Linked DNA regions of Anas platyrhynchos: region 2 is linked to region 1. The links are chromatin contacts, called in public Hi-C maps. All regions are on one chromosome and are shown on one strand. Each heading gives the region's core, a stretch centred on a gene start, on an enhancer-like site or on the middle of the called end of the contact. The rest is flanking DNA. Distances are from core to core; before and after follow the strand shown.

Region 1 (7,966 bases), core at 2,801-5,300:
CTTACTGTAATGGCCTTAGGACTAAATATTTGGTATTCTCTATATCTCTGAAGACTGAACTGCACAAATTAAATGTGCAGTTGCACATGCACAGTACATCCTAGCACAAATTCTGAAACACAGTAGCTAAAAAAGCCTTTTCTATGTTTTCTTTATGATTCCAGGCCTGTGTTCTGAGATTTTTATTATGAAGTCTACAAAATGTGAAATTTGTGCATATGTGCTGGATCCTCCATATTGAAGGTTTGTGTAACCATTTCTGTGAACACTTCTGAAGTGTGCTTTTGTAACCCCCTGCTCCCTGTGTCCTGTCTGTACAGCCAGCTGACTTAAATGCTGACCCTCATGCTGAGTAAAGCTGTGGCAGTGGGTTTTGTTGCTCTGAGGAACATCACCTGAAGAATCTGTTAGACGCAAATGCTCTGACCTCATCCTGGAGGCAATAAAAATCTGACAATCGTTATTAGAGGCCCTGACCAATGTATATATACATTTAGAAGTGAACAGGTGTTTTTTGTATTGTTAGTGTACCTAGTATCATGCAATGTTATAATGGAGACTGAAAGGGGAGAGACTGAAAAGTTCAATTATAATGGTACCCTCCCTGTCTGTAAAGCATAAGACCAACAGTTGCTTTCGCCACTGGAGGTCACTACCATCCCTTTTGGTTCATAGACATTTCCCCAAGTACCGAGTCATTTATGGGAAATATTTTGAAGTTTTCAGAGGAAGCGTGCATTTTAAAAATACATCTAAATACTATCTGTTCCTTATTATAGGACTAATTAAGCCAGATTTCTTTTAAAGCTATATGTACATGCTTACATGGTTTCATAGTTGTTACCATGAAATGTTCATGATTTGGTCTCCTTTCACTATTATTCAACCCATTTAACTTTCCCTAACTAGTCATCACTGCCTCTTATTTCCCTGTGTATCTTTTTGCATTTTCTTGTCCTTATTTTTCAGGATGACTGTATCTTGTATTACTTACTGTAATGAAAACAAAAGAATAAAATCATAACACAATCCTATGGAAACCACCTGTATTTAAGATAATGGTTATGTAAATCAGGACATGACAATATTAGGGATGCCTGTGCAATAGAACCCAAAGGCACACAAAACCCCAAACCAACATATCACTAAAAAAAATGCAAATATATTTTCCTTAGGCTTGTAAATAGCTCCTCTGTGCCCTGTAGCTATCTTAAAGATGCTTGTTACTAGAGGAGTGCATTTAACCTGCCAGTTTTTCTGCTGAAAATGAAATGCTTGAAAGGAGAAGGTCTAGCATCTATGAAACTGCAACCTGAACAGCAATTTTATTAAAATAAATAAATAAATAAATAATTCCTTCCTGGAACAGAAACATTTGTGGTAATTGTAGCTGTTGTAATATATCCTCCTTTTTCTTTTACCAAGTGTTCTTTTCTTCATGTGCAATCAAAGCTGGCTATGCTGGGGATGGAGGTCACCCTTGATCAAGCGCCACATGCTGAAGAGCCTGACTTTTCTTTTAATCACACTTGCAGACATTTCAAGCTCTACTGCAGCAGTGCTGAAAGACTTGTATCAGGGGAATTGACTCTGAATGGCATGCGAGCATAGAGATCTTCTGTGTCATGCCTGCTTTATTACTTCTTTCAGCTTGATTTACTGCTGATTTTTAACTTGTAAGCAAACCATCTCCATAAAGTAAATAGTGTCAGCTGTCAAGCTGACTCTGTCGTACAGTAAATGTGTGACATTTTTGAAGCCTGTGTTCTGCTGTCTGAAGAAGCTGTTGCACACTACTGTTAATCTTGGGGCCCTTCTCATTCTCTACCTTGGGATCCAAGGCCATACTTAACCGTAAACAAGTGAGTCTCTATCTGCTGGTTTCTGTTCATCGCTGCTGTAGTTCACTGTAGCTTTCTGTGAGTCTGGTGACACACAGTCCTCAATTCATCAACATTCAAAATATTATTGAATGTTACATATTTTGAATTAAAAATACAAGTCCTCAATTCCCCTGGCACTAGAAAAGGAGCAGCAAAACATTAGAGATGGCACGTTCAGCACTGAGAGAATGATTTGTGTCTCAAATGTCATAGTATCTTCATAATACAGAGGAAACAAATGAGAGACAGAAAAGCTTCTCTTTACTCAGGTGTGCTTGTAATTTGCCAGTCTTGGTCAATGTAACACACAAACATAGGCAGTGCAGATTTCATTCAGAGTATACTATTTAATGCTGCCTTCTGCTTAGAACATGAAGAAAAAGAAACTGGGATAATTTTTATTAGCACAGAGATCAATCAGAGGGCTTCAGCTGTCTTAAAAATACTCTCCCAGGTTTTCACTCAACTTCTAGCTGTGCCATTCTGACCCTGAGGGAGAGATAGTAAAGCAGGACAGGTAGGGACAAACCTCTGTTGATCAGGAATAGGGTGATTAATTAAGTTGTGCCATGGTATGTTCCAGGGCAACTGACTGGATGAAGGGGGAGGTAGAAGCCAAATTTTTGCCAGGTCTATGAAAGGCAAAACTGTGCTGTTAATATGCATCCCTTTTACAACCTAAGGACAACGTTAAGTTTGAATCCAGCTCTGGCAAACACTTTTTTTTTTTTTTTTTCTCTTTTGTGCTTCCGATGCTGAAGCTTGTGTTACTTTACTGTAGTGGGGTGGTATTTAAATAGAATTCCCTTTGGTTTACAAAAGGAGGGAAGATAAATAGCAAGTGCTTTTAAAACAAGCAGCAAATTCTATAAGCAGCAAAAATAATTAAATTTGTTTTCTTGTGTGTTAGTCTTGGGATCAGTCTCCTGAATGGATTTTTTTATAAATAAGGATGTGCTTTCATGATGGTGTTCTTTTGATGGAAGCATATATAATTTTCATCTTCCAGCTAACTTCTGTTCGCAGGAAACTCAAAGGAACTATCATAAAGCCTTTTTATACTTTGGCCAGGATTGAAGTTAACAAATTAAAAAACAGCTAGGGAAGAAACTAAAGACAGAGGTCTGAAGCATGTAGATTTCTGTACTCATAAGTAATAGTTAGGAAACCAAGGTAAAAATAAAAGAAAAAATACAAATGCATTTTGCAAGACTATCATAGCATGCTTTCTTGCAGTTAAATATTCAGTACGTGCCACCTCTCCTACTACAGTTTGCTGTGAAATTACAGCTTTTCACAAGCATTAATCAAGCACATGTTTTCTAGTAAGCTAGGTGGCTTCTGGAATAAATGAACAGCCAAAACTGAGCCAGAAAAGTCTGCCAAACTTGCATGAGGATGCTCTGTCATAGACATGTTTAAAAACCTCAGTTTTTAGCAATTCAGATGCCAGTGAGTGTTTTTTTTTGTTTTGTTTTGTTTTTTTAAGGAGTATATATAAATTAAACACATGTATCTTTTTTCATGATAATTAACTCATATTGTTAAACATTTGATAAAGGTCAGGCAGGCAACAGGCAAAAGTACTGTTGGAATCTTTATTTTACTGTAAAACTTGAAGTAATTTTACTCTATTTTAACTGTTCTAGCTGATTATTAGAGACAGCGAACGATTCACCTTTTGAGGTAGGTGGCATTTGTCCTGTCTATCCATCAGGGAGAAGAAAGTTGTTCAGTAATTACTGAAAACACAACCGAAACAATGCTTATTTAGCATTTTTGACTTTTCCACAATTTCATCAGAATGGTTAAACAAGCTTGAATAGGCTGAGTCTGTGATGGTAGAATTAACCTCTATTCATCAATCTGCTGTTGGAAGTACCTGATCAGAATAGTACTAGGATACTAGCGCTTGTACTGCTGATTAAACCTTAACCTGGGATCCTATCCAAGGAAAAGAAAGTAACTTTCCTTTGAACAAGGGCATTCTCTTTCTTAAGCTTATTTTCAGGTATGCCATTACAAAGTGTTGAATGTGAGACCTCCCTTCCATTTCTATACCTATACATTACAGAGCAATATTTAATAAAGTTCTGCAGGGCACAAGAGTTAAGACTGCATGATGTGCACACTCAAGGTTTCTGTGGCCACATTTGCCAACAATGATGTGTTTTTATCTTGTTCCTTTGGGGAACAGCTTCTGTGTAATCTGGTTAAATGGTACAAGTATGTGTGTGTATGCACACAATTTATCCCGAGGCAGAAATATGAATGAATTGTTAAAGGTCAATGGTTGCCTGGTTGCTGAGACAATAGTAAGAAATCCTCCTCTAATAGGCCAAAGTGCTTTACTTTCTTGGCTATGTTCACTCAGATTAGTTACCGGAATATGGATGACAAATCCTCTTGAAGGCTCTTAAAATGCTAAGTGTAAAATATCTTTGACATGCTTGCTGCTCATATCATAACTTACTCCTAGCATGCATTATGTCTGCCTGATAACTCAGCTTCAGATGGTCTCTGAAGTCATAAACTCAGCACTGCGATTTCAAAAGACAATCTCTGGTGCTTTTCGATCTGCTTGTTTTATGTCTTTTTTTATGGGGACTGCTTAAAACCGAATCTTAGAAGTTCACCAAGTTTCATTTTCTAAAACTTTTTCTCATGAGAATCCCAGCACTGAGCGTTACACAAGCCAGGAGGCCCCCTGCCCTCCCCCCGAGCCGCTCGGCTCCAGGTCAGAGGCGCCCCGCGGCGGGCAGGGGATGGCGGCGGGGCAGGGGAGGGCGGCGGGCAGGGGCCGCCCTCGCGAGAGCGGCTGACGGGGCCGGGCGGATCCGGGAGCGGCCGCCTCCCGCCCCCTCGTAGCGGGGAGGCCCCTCGGAGCATGGAGAGACCTGGAGGAGCCGAGGGGGCTCGGAGCAGTAGTTAGCGCCGGGAGAGCTCAGGAGCCTGGGCACCTCGAAGCTCGGCACCCTCCACAAGCACCGCAGCCTCCCAGGCAGAGCGCCCGGGCGAACACGCTGCCCCAGGTGTGCCCTGCTCTTGGGACAGTAAAACTGCCTTCCCCCCGTCCATCCTCTTCCACCTCCTCCCCCCGAGCGGTTCAGGGGAATGGGGGTTGCGGTCAGGCACTGCTCTGCCGCTCCTTCACCACCAGCCTCGTCCCCTGCTCCACGTGGGGTCCCTCCCACGGGATGGTGTCCTTCCGTGGGCTGCCACAGGCAGCAGCTCTCCAAGCACTGCTCCCACACGGCTCCGTCCCACGGGGTCCATCCATCCCCCAGGAGCAAACTGCTCCAGCACGGGTCCCCCACGGGTGGGTGGCAGCTCCCCCCAGGCCCCCTGCTCCTGCGTGGGCTCCTCTCCACGGGCTGCAGCTCCAGCCTGGGGCCTGCTCCTGCAGGGGCTCTCCATGGGCCGCAGCCTCCTCCAGGCCACATCCACCTGCTCCACCGGGGGCTCCTCCACCCATGGGGGGGCTGCAGCGTGGAGATCTGCTCCATGTGGGACCCATGGGCTGCAGGGGGACAGCCTGCTCCACCAGGGGCCTCTCCACAGGCCGCAGGGGAACTGTTGCTGCCTGCCTGGAGCACCTCCTGCTACACTCACCTTGGGGTCTGCAAGCCTGTTTCTCATTCCCCACTCTCCTAGCTATTGTGGAGTATTATTTTTTTCCTTTCACTTTCTTAAATATGCTCTCACAGAAGTGCAAACAGCATCATTTACTGGCTCAGCTCTGGGCAGTGTCAAGTCACTTTGGAGCCGGCTGAAACTGGCTTTTATTTAACATGGGGCAGCTTCTGGATTCTTCCCACTACTGCCTCCCTGGGGCCCAGATTTGGGATGTGAAGAGAAAGCTTTCTGCCCTGGTTTGTCCCTTGGACAATTACTTGTTACTGATTTTTCAGGTAGGCAATGATGAAGCTTCAAGATGAAGTCTGAGGGCAATCAAAAGAGACTTCAGGGCCTTGGGACAATTAGTTAATGAATGGGTCATGAGCACAGATGGTATTTTTCTCAATACCTCCATTTGCAGAGATTGACGAGGTGAAAAACAGGGAGAGCCAGCAAATCAATATCTGGCTCCAAGCCTGGTGTCACGAGCAGGACTTTTTTTTTTTTTTTTTGATCATGGGTCATTTTACAAGACACCAGGCCTGCTGTCAATGGATGGGGTTCACCTGTCTCTAAGGGGGAAAAGGATCTTTGCTTGGAAATTAGCAGTACTCATTGATAGGACTTTAAACTAGATTTGAAGGGGGAAAGGGATAAAAACAGGCTGGATGGAGACAAGCAGGGTAGTATGACAATTGTTTAAGGGATGATGTGCTAGCAAGGACCATTGGTCTACTGCCCCTGTTGAGGTAGGAGATAGAGAGCCAGGTGGCACCAAAGGCACAAGGTACATTGGTGGGTTAGAAATTACAAAAATGCCTGGGAATGGTCATGCAGGAATTAGGGCTTCTCCCCACAAAAAGATGATGGGATCACTAGCCCAAATGAAGTGCATCTACACCAATGCACGCAGTGTGGGCAACAACCAGAAGGAGCTGGAAAGCTATGACAGTTGTCATCGCAGAAACATGGTGTGATGGCTCACACAACTAGATCGCTGCAATGAATGGCTATACACTCGTCAGAAGGGATAGGCTAGGAAGGAGAGGCAGTGGGGTAGCCCTGTATGCTAGGGAGAGTTTTGACCGTCTAGAGCTGAACAATGGTGATGACAGGGTTGAGTGCTTATGGTTAAGAAGCAAGGGAAAGGCCAATGAGGCAGTTGTCATGGTGGGGGCCTGTTACAGACTGCCTAACCAGGACAAAGAGGCAGATGAAATATTCTACAAACAACTGGGAGAAGTCTCGCCGTTGCTAACCCTTGTTCTCGTGGGGGGCTTCAATTTACCAAATATCTGCTGGAAATAGAGCACAGCAGAGAGGAAATGGTCAGGGAGGTTTCTGAAGTGTGTGGAAGATAACTTCCTGACAGCTGGTGAGTGAGCCTACTAGGGACTGTGCCCTGCTGGACCTTTTGCTCACAAATAGAGACAGATTTGTGGATGATGTGGAGGTTGGAGTTTGTCTTGGGCACGGTGATCACAAAATAATAAGAGTTTTTGATTCTTGGAAAAATAAGGACAGGGGTTAGCAGAACTGCCACCCTAGAATTCTGAAGGGCAGACGTCGACCTGTTAAGGAAGCTTTTTGGTGGAGTCCCTTGGGAGGCAGTCATGAAGGGTAAAGGAGTCCAGGAAGGCTGAAACACTCTTCAAGAAGGAAATCTGAAAGGAGCAGGAGGAAGCCATCCCCACATGCTAAAAGACGAGCTGGTGTAGAAGGAGACCATCCTATCTGAACAGAGAGCTGGGGCTAGAGCTCAGGAAAAAAAAAAAAAGAAAAAAAGAAAAAAAGAGAGAGAGAGTTTATGACCTTTGAAAGAAGGGGTGGGCTACTCAGGAGTACTATAAACATGTCATGAGGCTGTGCAGGGAGAAAATTAGAAAGGCCAAAGCCCAGCTTGAGCTTAATCTGGCTAATGCTGTTAAAGGCAATAAAACATATTTTTATAAATACATGAACAAGAAAAAAAGGACTAAGGAGAATGTCCATCCTTTACTGGATGTGGGGGGAACATAGTGACAAGAGATTACTAAGAGGCTGATGTAGTTAATGCCTTCTTTGCCTCAGTCTTTAGCAGCAAGACCAGTTGTTCTCTGGGTACCCAGCCCCCTGAGCTGGTAGATAGGGATGGGGAGCATAATCCATGAGGAAATGGTTAGCAACCTGCTCCTCCACTTAGATGTATGCAAGTCTATGGAGCCACATGGGATTCACCCGAAGGTACTGAGGGAGCTGGCAGAAATGCTCGCCAAGATGCTTTCCATCATTTATCAGCAGTCCTGGCTCTCAACTGGCAGCTAGCAAATGTGATGACCATCTACAAGAAGGGCCAAAAGGAGGATCCAGGAAACTACAGGCCTGTCAGTCTAACCTCGGTGTGGGGGCAGCTCAGGGAGCAGATTACCATCTCGAGTACCATCACGCAGCATCCTGGCTTGTCTCAGAAATAGTGTGGCCAGCAG
Region 2 (7,966 bases), core at 1,685-4,184, 83 kb before region 1:
CGGGTCTGCCTTGCAGCACACTTAGTTTCTCATTAAAGAAAGAAAAGTCCTCCACTTCTTGCAGTTCTGCTTGACTAGATGCTGCTGTCTTCAACAGAGAGTATGCACAGCTTTAGGTATTGCCTGTTGTACAAATGCCTGATGTATCTACATGAAATTTAGACACAAGCCTCAAGTTGCACCAGGGGAGGTTTAGACTAGATATCAGGAAGAAAGAGGTTAAAAGGTCAATCTAGGAGGCTGAAGTAGAAATAACTGTAGTGTTGATTTGAGGAGATTAGGTCAGAGGCAGGTGGATGAAGATCCACAGTGACGCTCATCAGTGCAATTAAGGCCTGTTGGTGCACTCAGATCCACCATACTGAGAAAAGTCTCTCTCTGATTATTGTGGTTCAACTCTCCAGGCACACCACTGCCACGACCCCCACAGTGGGATAAGAGATAGAATAACAACAGATTGAAGTGCAAGAACTCATGGGTTGACATAAGGACAGTTTAATAAGAAAAAGAAAGAAAGACAAAGCATTATCCTCTTGTTAATTTGAGTCCTGTGTATACATGTAATTTGCTAATGACCTTCAAACTGGTGAGTAAGAGGAGACCTGCATCTGGAAACACCCAAGGTCTGAGCTGATGACTTGATTGATACTGAGCCAAAAGAACAAATGTGGTTTTTGTTGTTGTTTTGTTTTGTATTTTTTTTCCCTAATAGAACAATGGAGTCAAATCTGAAATGTTTTATGAACAGATAGGCCAAGCCTTTGCTATGTATAGTTAGATAGAACTGCATATCTCTGTTACTACCTTACTTGCTAATTAGTCAGCTTTAATATACAGACTTGTGTTTCAAAATGGGGGGCACTGATGACCCAGGCCTGGAGGATATTTCAGAAGACTAGGTGAGAAACTCATGCAATGCCTATGTCCTTGGATGTGTAAATGACTTAGGTTAGTATGCATGCCTAAGTTGAAACAAGGTCAGAAAGAACAGAGATAAGAAAGCATGTGCAAGAACTGGGTTTAACTAGTGAAAGCAGTGAGGAAGACTATCACTGACCACCAGAAGACCCCGAAAGACCACCAGTAAAGACAAATGTACAAGTGTCAGGGATGTTTACATATTTTAATGAGTTCTGAGAAATAGTATAAATATGTTAGTTATTTCTTGGAAAGCTACTGAATGTGTATATTCTGATTGCATATAGCCTTTGTTGTTGAGCAACTCGTGCATACACTAGGTGGAGTAATCCCCCTGTTCGTTCAGTGCAGCAATTAAAAAATGCATGCTTTCTAAAGTTCCATTTGAGTCTTAGAGAGTTTAATCAACCAGCTTTTAAGGTAACAGATAAGTCATGATTATTTGACAGACTTAAAACCCGTGTTAATATTTGAAAGGTCTGTGAATGTATTTTGTGTGTAAATCTAGAGAGTGAAGGTTTGTGTATGTTTTCAACAGGAAACTTCAATCCTGATGAAAGGGGGAAAAATGGCTTCACTGTCTGTGTTCATATTTATATGAATGCTGTTTGTGTTTTCTTGTAAAGGCACGGCTCTGTCTGTGTTGGTCTACTGTGGCTGACTTGGTGTGTGTATCCATATCTCTGGAATACATATTCAGCCTCACCGCAGGCTAGACCTATGTATGGGGACAGCAGCATCTGCATCCATTGAACTGAGATTGAAGAAACCTTCTGGGTCTTCAAGTGCACTGAACTGTGTTTGTGAGGAATGGGTTAACTACTTTGCTGTGCTCTGCCTTATCTGCTCTGCAAGGAAAGAGTTAACAGTTCTGCCTAGAAGCTGGACACTAATTGCTTCCTCACCACCCAGAGCTGTAAACAGGGGCCTGAATACTTCTAGGGGATGTACTAGGAGCAACAAACCCATTAGGTGATGAAAACATTAGGTGATGAAAACAGTAAAAATCCTGTTTTGAGAAAACTTCAGCTTCAAGGCTGAACTAGGTTGGAATTATCAGACAAGAGATGTTCAAACCTCACCTGGATGTGATCCTGTGCAGTGTGCTCTAGGTTGCTTGAACAGGGAGGTTGGACTAGATGACATCCAGAGGCCCCTTCCAACCTCAACCATTCTGTGATTGATTCTGTTATGGTTAGGGTGAGCCATTAGGGTTGAGGTTGGGGTTTAGGTCTAGGTTTAGGGTTAGGGCTTAGCTAGGGTTTAGTTAGGTTTAGGTTTACAGTTAGGGTTAGGATTGAGCTGGGGTTAGGATTAGGTTTAGCCAGTAGCGTATGGCTTGGGTTAGTGTCCTGGGTTAGGGTTAGGCTTAAGTGTTATGGATAGGTTTGGTGTTTTGGGTTATGTTTAAGTGTAGGCTTACGTTTAACATTAGGGTTTGGGGTTAAGGTTAGGCATTTGGGTTCAGGCTAGGGTTAGGGCTAGGGTTAGGATTAGGTTTAGGTGTAAGGGTTAGGATTAGTGGCTAGGGTTGAGGTTAGGGTTTGAGTTAGTGTTAGGTTTAGTTTTAGCTTTAGTGTCCTAGGTTAGTTTTAAGCTTAAGTTTATGGTTAGCCATTAAGTTAAATGTTAGTTTCAGGGTTAGGATTTACAGTTAGGTTTAGGGTTTCAGATAACATTGAGGTTTTGGGTTAGGGTTAGGCTTAGGGTTCAAGTTTAAATTAAGGGGATTAAGTTTAGAGTTACATTTCTGGTTAGGATTATATTTAGGGTTACTACTTCCTTACACGACTGTTGCTTGTTTCCCTTGTGATCACTTAAGCTTAGGAACACCCCTAGAGGCAGAGCCTGAGCCCGGCCCTTCCACGGCAGGGCGTGAGGCTGGGGTTACCCCTATTTTCTGCTGCAGGGCGTTTGAAGAAAGCCCCTCAAAGGCAACAGGGCTGAGAAACCACACAGATATCTGGATTTACAGCTTTGTCAAGGGCATGCCGAGCTGTGGCGAGCCCCGAGCCCTCCTTCCCCCCGCCCCTCGCGTCAGCCGCGCCCGGGGCCGCCTGGGCCCCGCCTTGGGCCGCGCTGCCGGAGGCGGGCGGCGGCGGGGGGACGGGGAGCGCTGCCATGCGTTTTCGGGCTAAGATCGTGGATCTCGCCTGCCTCAACAACTTCAGCCGTGAGTGTGTCGGGCTCGGCGGTGCCTCGGCCAGCCTCACCCGGCGAGGAGGAGGAGGGAGGGCTGTGTGCGCCGGCCCCTTTGTAGGCGCGCTGAGGCCCAGGCCGTGGCTCCATCCAGCGGGGGGGGGGGGGGGGGGGGGGGCAGCGTGAGGTCGCTTTCTTCCCCCTCATCCCCTCGGCGTTTCTGGGATTTTCTGGTATCAGATGTGATTTTGGGGATTAAGGGTTTATCCCCTGCCAGCAAAGCAGTTGGTGCTGTAGTATTTCCCCTTCCCTCCGCAGGTGTCGTTAACACCATCGCCAGGTTGGCGAAGACCTGCACGCTGCGTCTCACCGCGGGCAAGCTCTACTTCATCCTCTGCGATAAGGTGGCAAATGGAGGGGTCAGCATGTGGTGCGAGCTGTGCCAGGTAAGCCGGGGGGAGTTAAAAACAAAACAAAACAAAACACGTCACTGCAAACCAGAGCATGCAGCTGGGGCCTTTTTACATGGTGGCAATTCCAACAACAGCCCTTACCTGAGGTGTCTCAGGTCAAGGTGCTCTGTTTTGCGAGACTGCCTTTTAGTTGTGCAGACCCAGTGTTTCGGGCTAGACGCCACTTTTCCTGGGTTGTCACTTCTTTGTAAGGCTTCAGTACGTGCTGGCCCACAAGATCCTGCCCAGAACTGGAAACAGTTGAGCATAACTCATCCCTAATACCCTATGTTTTGACAACCTATGTGTGTTAGGGCAGGGTCTGAAGTTAATGGGTTTAGCTCTGAAGAAATGGGCCTTCATCCTTACGCAGCCTGTATTAATTTCTACATGTGGTGCTGGGCAGAGGAAACCTGCTGTAAGCATATGCTTCTAAAGTTAAGGTCTGTTAAGTCAAACTTGCCTCACTTCATTTGCCTTTTTTCTTCCTTTTTTTCTTTACTTTTTTTTTTTTTTTAATTTACTTTATTTCACAACTTTTAAAACTTGCAGGGGAATTTCTTTGACGAATTTCAGATGGAAGGAGTGGCTGCGGATCACAATGAAATCTATTTAGAGCTCACACCTGAGAACCTGTCGAGAGCATTAAAAACTGCCCAGAGTGCTAAGGCAGTGAAGATCAAGTTGACTAACAAACACTGCCCTTGTCTCAAAGTTTCTGTGGAGCTAGTAAGTGCAACAATGCTTTTATCATCGTTATTAAGTAAAAGCTTTGGTAGCTTTGGTATAACTCTATAAAACTAAAGAAAGAAAAATCTTGCTGTTTTCCATTTTACTGGCATTTCCTGCCATCATGGTTGGTAGTGCGCAGAATGAGCTTTGTATTTTCCAAAAGACAAGGAAGAGGTGGAAGAAGAATGAAAGCCATGTGATTGAGACACCTTTTTATAACGTCTTTGTCACCTGCTACCTTTTCTCTATTCATCCTCTAAATTTTCTGTGGATGATTGCCTTCTCATTGGAGCCTGTAGGTGCAGGAGGTTTTAGTGTATTTTTTGGCTCTTTGTTTTGTTTTTGCCTGTCATGCTATTCAATTTCAAACTGCACTTCAGATTTTTCATTGGTTTTAACACATCTTCCCTGTTTAACTTGAAGGATAGCACATAAATAGCAATGACTTGCAATTTCATCCTTATTCAAAAGCGAAGCCTGCGTAATAGGGGACCTGTGGAAGCTGTGAAAAATTGGAACTGGGTGTCTGAGGCACTTGGTTCTAGTATTTCCTAGACTGGATCTGAAAAACTTGGATTCAGAATTCAAGTCCTGTTTTTAACTTCAAGAGCATCCTCTCTCCCTCAAGCCATCCTTATCAAGCAGCAGTAGGATTGTGACACATGACATTCCTGTGAGGGTTATTCCCAGAAGATTATGGAATGACTTCAGAGAGCCCAGGGTGCCAGACTTTGATGTAAGACTCTGTTTTTATATTCCCTGTGGAGTGGGGAGGTGGCTACAGCAGTGGAGTATACAGCCAGTGGGTTTTGGAGAGGAGATGGAACAGAAAAGGAAAGGATGGAAGCTAGATGTTTGGAGAGGGCACATGGCTTCCGTCTTGACAAAAAGAGCTCAAAAAACAGAGCAGGTAGTTACTGATTGTTGCTGTGATATTCAGGGTGGGACAGGGAAGGAGCAAAGGACTTGCATAGCTTTAGACAGGAGCATAAAACAATCATATGATTACTTCATGTGATCAACTTCTTAGGTTCCAAGTAGCCCAAATATTCTGTTATATCTGTAATTTACGGCCTACCTGGCAAAGTTGGATGTATACGTGTTTCCTTTTGTTTTTTATATATTCTTTCTATATCCTTTTTGACTTTTAGCAGAATTGCAAATAAAGGTCTTTGTGCAAATGAGTTACTATTTGAGGTTAGGGATGTATGTTACCTCTACAGCTAAGATTATTTCAATTTTGAAGACATATGGCACAGTAGAAACTTTATGCATTTTATTCTGTTATTTCAGATTTATACTGATGCAATTTTAAAACTGATTGGCTATACTAACTTTTAGCGGGTTCATGTGAGAATCTGATCTGCAGAAATTGTCTGTGCTTTATTCTGAACACAGACTTGGGATAGTATTTCTGAAGTAATTGCTAGTGATGCTCTGTTGGGAAAGAGTTCTGTTCCTGGATCACTTCCTGATTTTAGTTAAATATTGTGCTTTGTGAGCTCAGTACATAACTCAGGAGTCTAAGGGTATGACTGAAGGGAGAAATTAAGGCATTGCATCTAATTCACACATGAAATATTGGTGTGAATGCAGTTCTTGTGTCTTCTTAGGTCAGTATTTACCTACCAGCACTGAAAACAATGAAGAGTGTTGTGGAGAGAATGAAGAATCTCAGCCATAGCATTGTAAGTTAAGACACTTCAAGTCGTTGTCCTACAGATGTCATTTTATCTTGGACGTAGCGCTTTTCCCTGTTGCCCAAACTGGTGCCCCTGTGTTATATTTTATTTTATTTTTGGATGGGTCAGATGTTGAACCAAAGGTACCTGAAGATTGTGCAAGGGTTGAAGAGAATTATGGGATTTATTTTAGGACTGACGCTGAAAAGCTTGTCCTGGACCTCATTGAATGTGGTGCTCTTTGTACTGAATTCCAGAAAGAACATGGTATCGTGTTCCTGCAAGCCACTCTTTACAGCTGGAAAGAAATTGTAGTCTTTCATGAAGCTAGCTGGAGACTTTCCAGGTGATTTCTTTAAAGAAATGCCTATTAAGTGAGTTTTGTGTTACATGTCTGTTGAAATGACCTTTTGGTGAACTTGAGGTATGATTTAGAGGAAATCCTTCTCATGGCTCATGGATGTCAACCTGTGCTTTAGATTCTGACATGGTGAGCTTTCAGCCCACCCTGGGTTTCTGGAGTGCGGGTAGACCTTCCACTGGAAGAAACACTGCAATTGGTGTGGAAAGGGATTTTTTTTTTTATTTTTAAGGGATTTTTTTTTTTAATTTAATTGCTCTTAGTCACCAGAATTTACTGGCATTAAAGGGAGTAAGTAGATATAGAGCTTTGGAATAGTTTGGTTTGGGGATGTTTGTAACAATGTTAATAAATAGATTTCTTTTATAAACTGAGAATCTTGAAATTGGGTAGGTCTTAGTCTTACAAGGCTTGGAAGGGTTGAAAAACTAACAATGGCTTTCTGGCAATTTTGCAAATGGCAATCATCATGCAAAGAGAAGAGTAAAGCATTTCAAACTCTTCTCCTTTGTAAGCCTTCAGGGCGCACTCTGAGTGTGCTTTCCCTCCCATATCCTCAGCGTACATGATTACCCTGTGTGCACTGCTTTGTTGTGCGTAGCTGTGTGATGGGATTGATCTTTGGTGTGCAGCAACACTCAGAGGAGGTAGTATATTAACACTGGCATAACCGTGTTCCTAAATTCCTTACCTCATGCTCCAAAATATGTTTATAGTCAAAAGTAAGTAAATCTCTGGGAAATAGTTTTGATAGTTCTAAGGGAGATGGCAAAGTACTTGTGTCTCTGCAAGCTTTTCTGTTATTAAAGATCAAAAACATCAAGTGTCAGAAATATTTATGCTAGATGCATAGATCCTGATAGTAAATATGGTCAAGATCAGAGCTACAAAAATGGCTTTTAGAAGGTCTTTCAAATAGTAATTGGTCCTTGTGTGGGAGCATTCATCCGTGGGCATCTCCACTTCCATGGGTAATTCTGGTTGTCATGTGAACCTCTATAAAGTATTGAGAATTCTTCTGATCACAGAAGTGAAGTGCTTAGATGTGTGTTAGGAATCCTCTGATTTGCCTAGGATTCATATAAGATTATATATGATCTTCTGGTAGGACACTTTGTCAGGGTAGAATTTGAAGGCTTTCAGCATTTTTCCAGGACTTCTAGCAGTCCATAGTACTGCTTGGAGTCGTTGCTCTGGTGCAGCTGCTGTCTTGTTTTTAAGTCTGGGAAAGCAACTGCAGATCAGCTCTTGGTTCATCCCATTTTCTGTGCGTATCGTATGGACTGCGTATGTGTCTTTCTGTTTGTTGAAAACCTGGAAGGGCATGCAGTAATGTTCATCATCTGCAATTTCAGTCTCTTATTTCTAAAGCCTTTGTCCAGCACATGAACTTTCCAAAGCCAGTACTTGTTCTAAAAGTACTGGAGAGAGATTGAATTTCTCTTGCTGTAATTTCAGGAAAGATGGTCTGGGATCTTTCCCACAGGAATGATGAGGAATGTATTTTGTAGCTGAGCATTGGGATGTTTGAACCATGTTCAAAAAGTGCAATTGAGCTTTTGAAGGCACTGAAGCACTTCAGGAAGCTTGAACAGAGGAGCACTTTATTCTGTTGTAATTCTGCAGTGCAGAAGTGGCTTTCCTAAAACTGATTGTATTGCAGGTGATTGAAGCAAACTTGA

The links. Hi-C and Micro-C count contacts between places; a contact is called where the count stands out from the background.
Region 2: a contact with region 1 is called in a Hi-C map of F5 follicle, with 2.0 times the contacts expected there. The contact joins the promoter of HUS1 here to the enhancer-like site in region 1. A contact is called at or near these places in 4 of 8 Hi-C or Micro-C datasets (F1 follicle, F5 follicle, liver and 1 more).

Annotation. Positions count from the first base shown.
Region 1 is chr2:106,011,500-106,019,465 of IASCAAS_PekinDuck_T2T, reverse strand. All of the region lies in intron 1 of TNS3 (tensin 3), which reads left to right. Among named protein-coding and RNA genes, the nearest start is that of TNS3, 22 kb to the left of the region's middle. Within about 2 kb of position 4,050, at least 5 of the 8 cell types and tissues checked have an H3K27ac peak or open chromatin away from gene starts, as enhancers often do. A contact at or near this core is called in F1 follicle and F5 follicle, where this site is marked.
Region 2 is chr2:106,093,500-106,101,465 of IASCAAS_PekinDuck_T2T, reverse strand. HUS1 (HUS1 checkpoint clamp component) reads left to right here and starts at 2,934. Exons shown (of 8, transcript XM_027451288.3): 1 at 2,934-3,091; 2 at 3,376-3,503; 3 at 4,062-4,238; 4 at 4,870-4,977; 5 at 5,855-5,929; 6 at 7,948-7,966. The coding sequence starts at 3,040.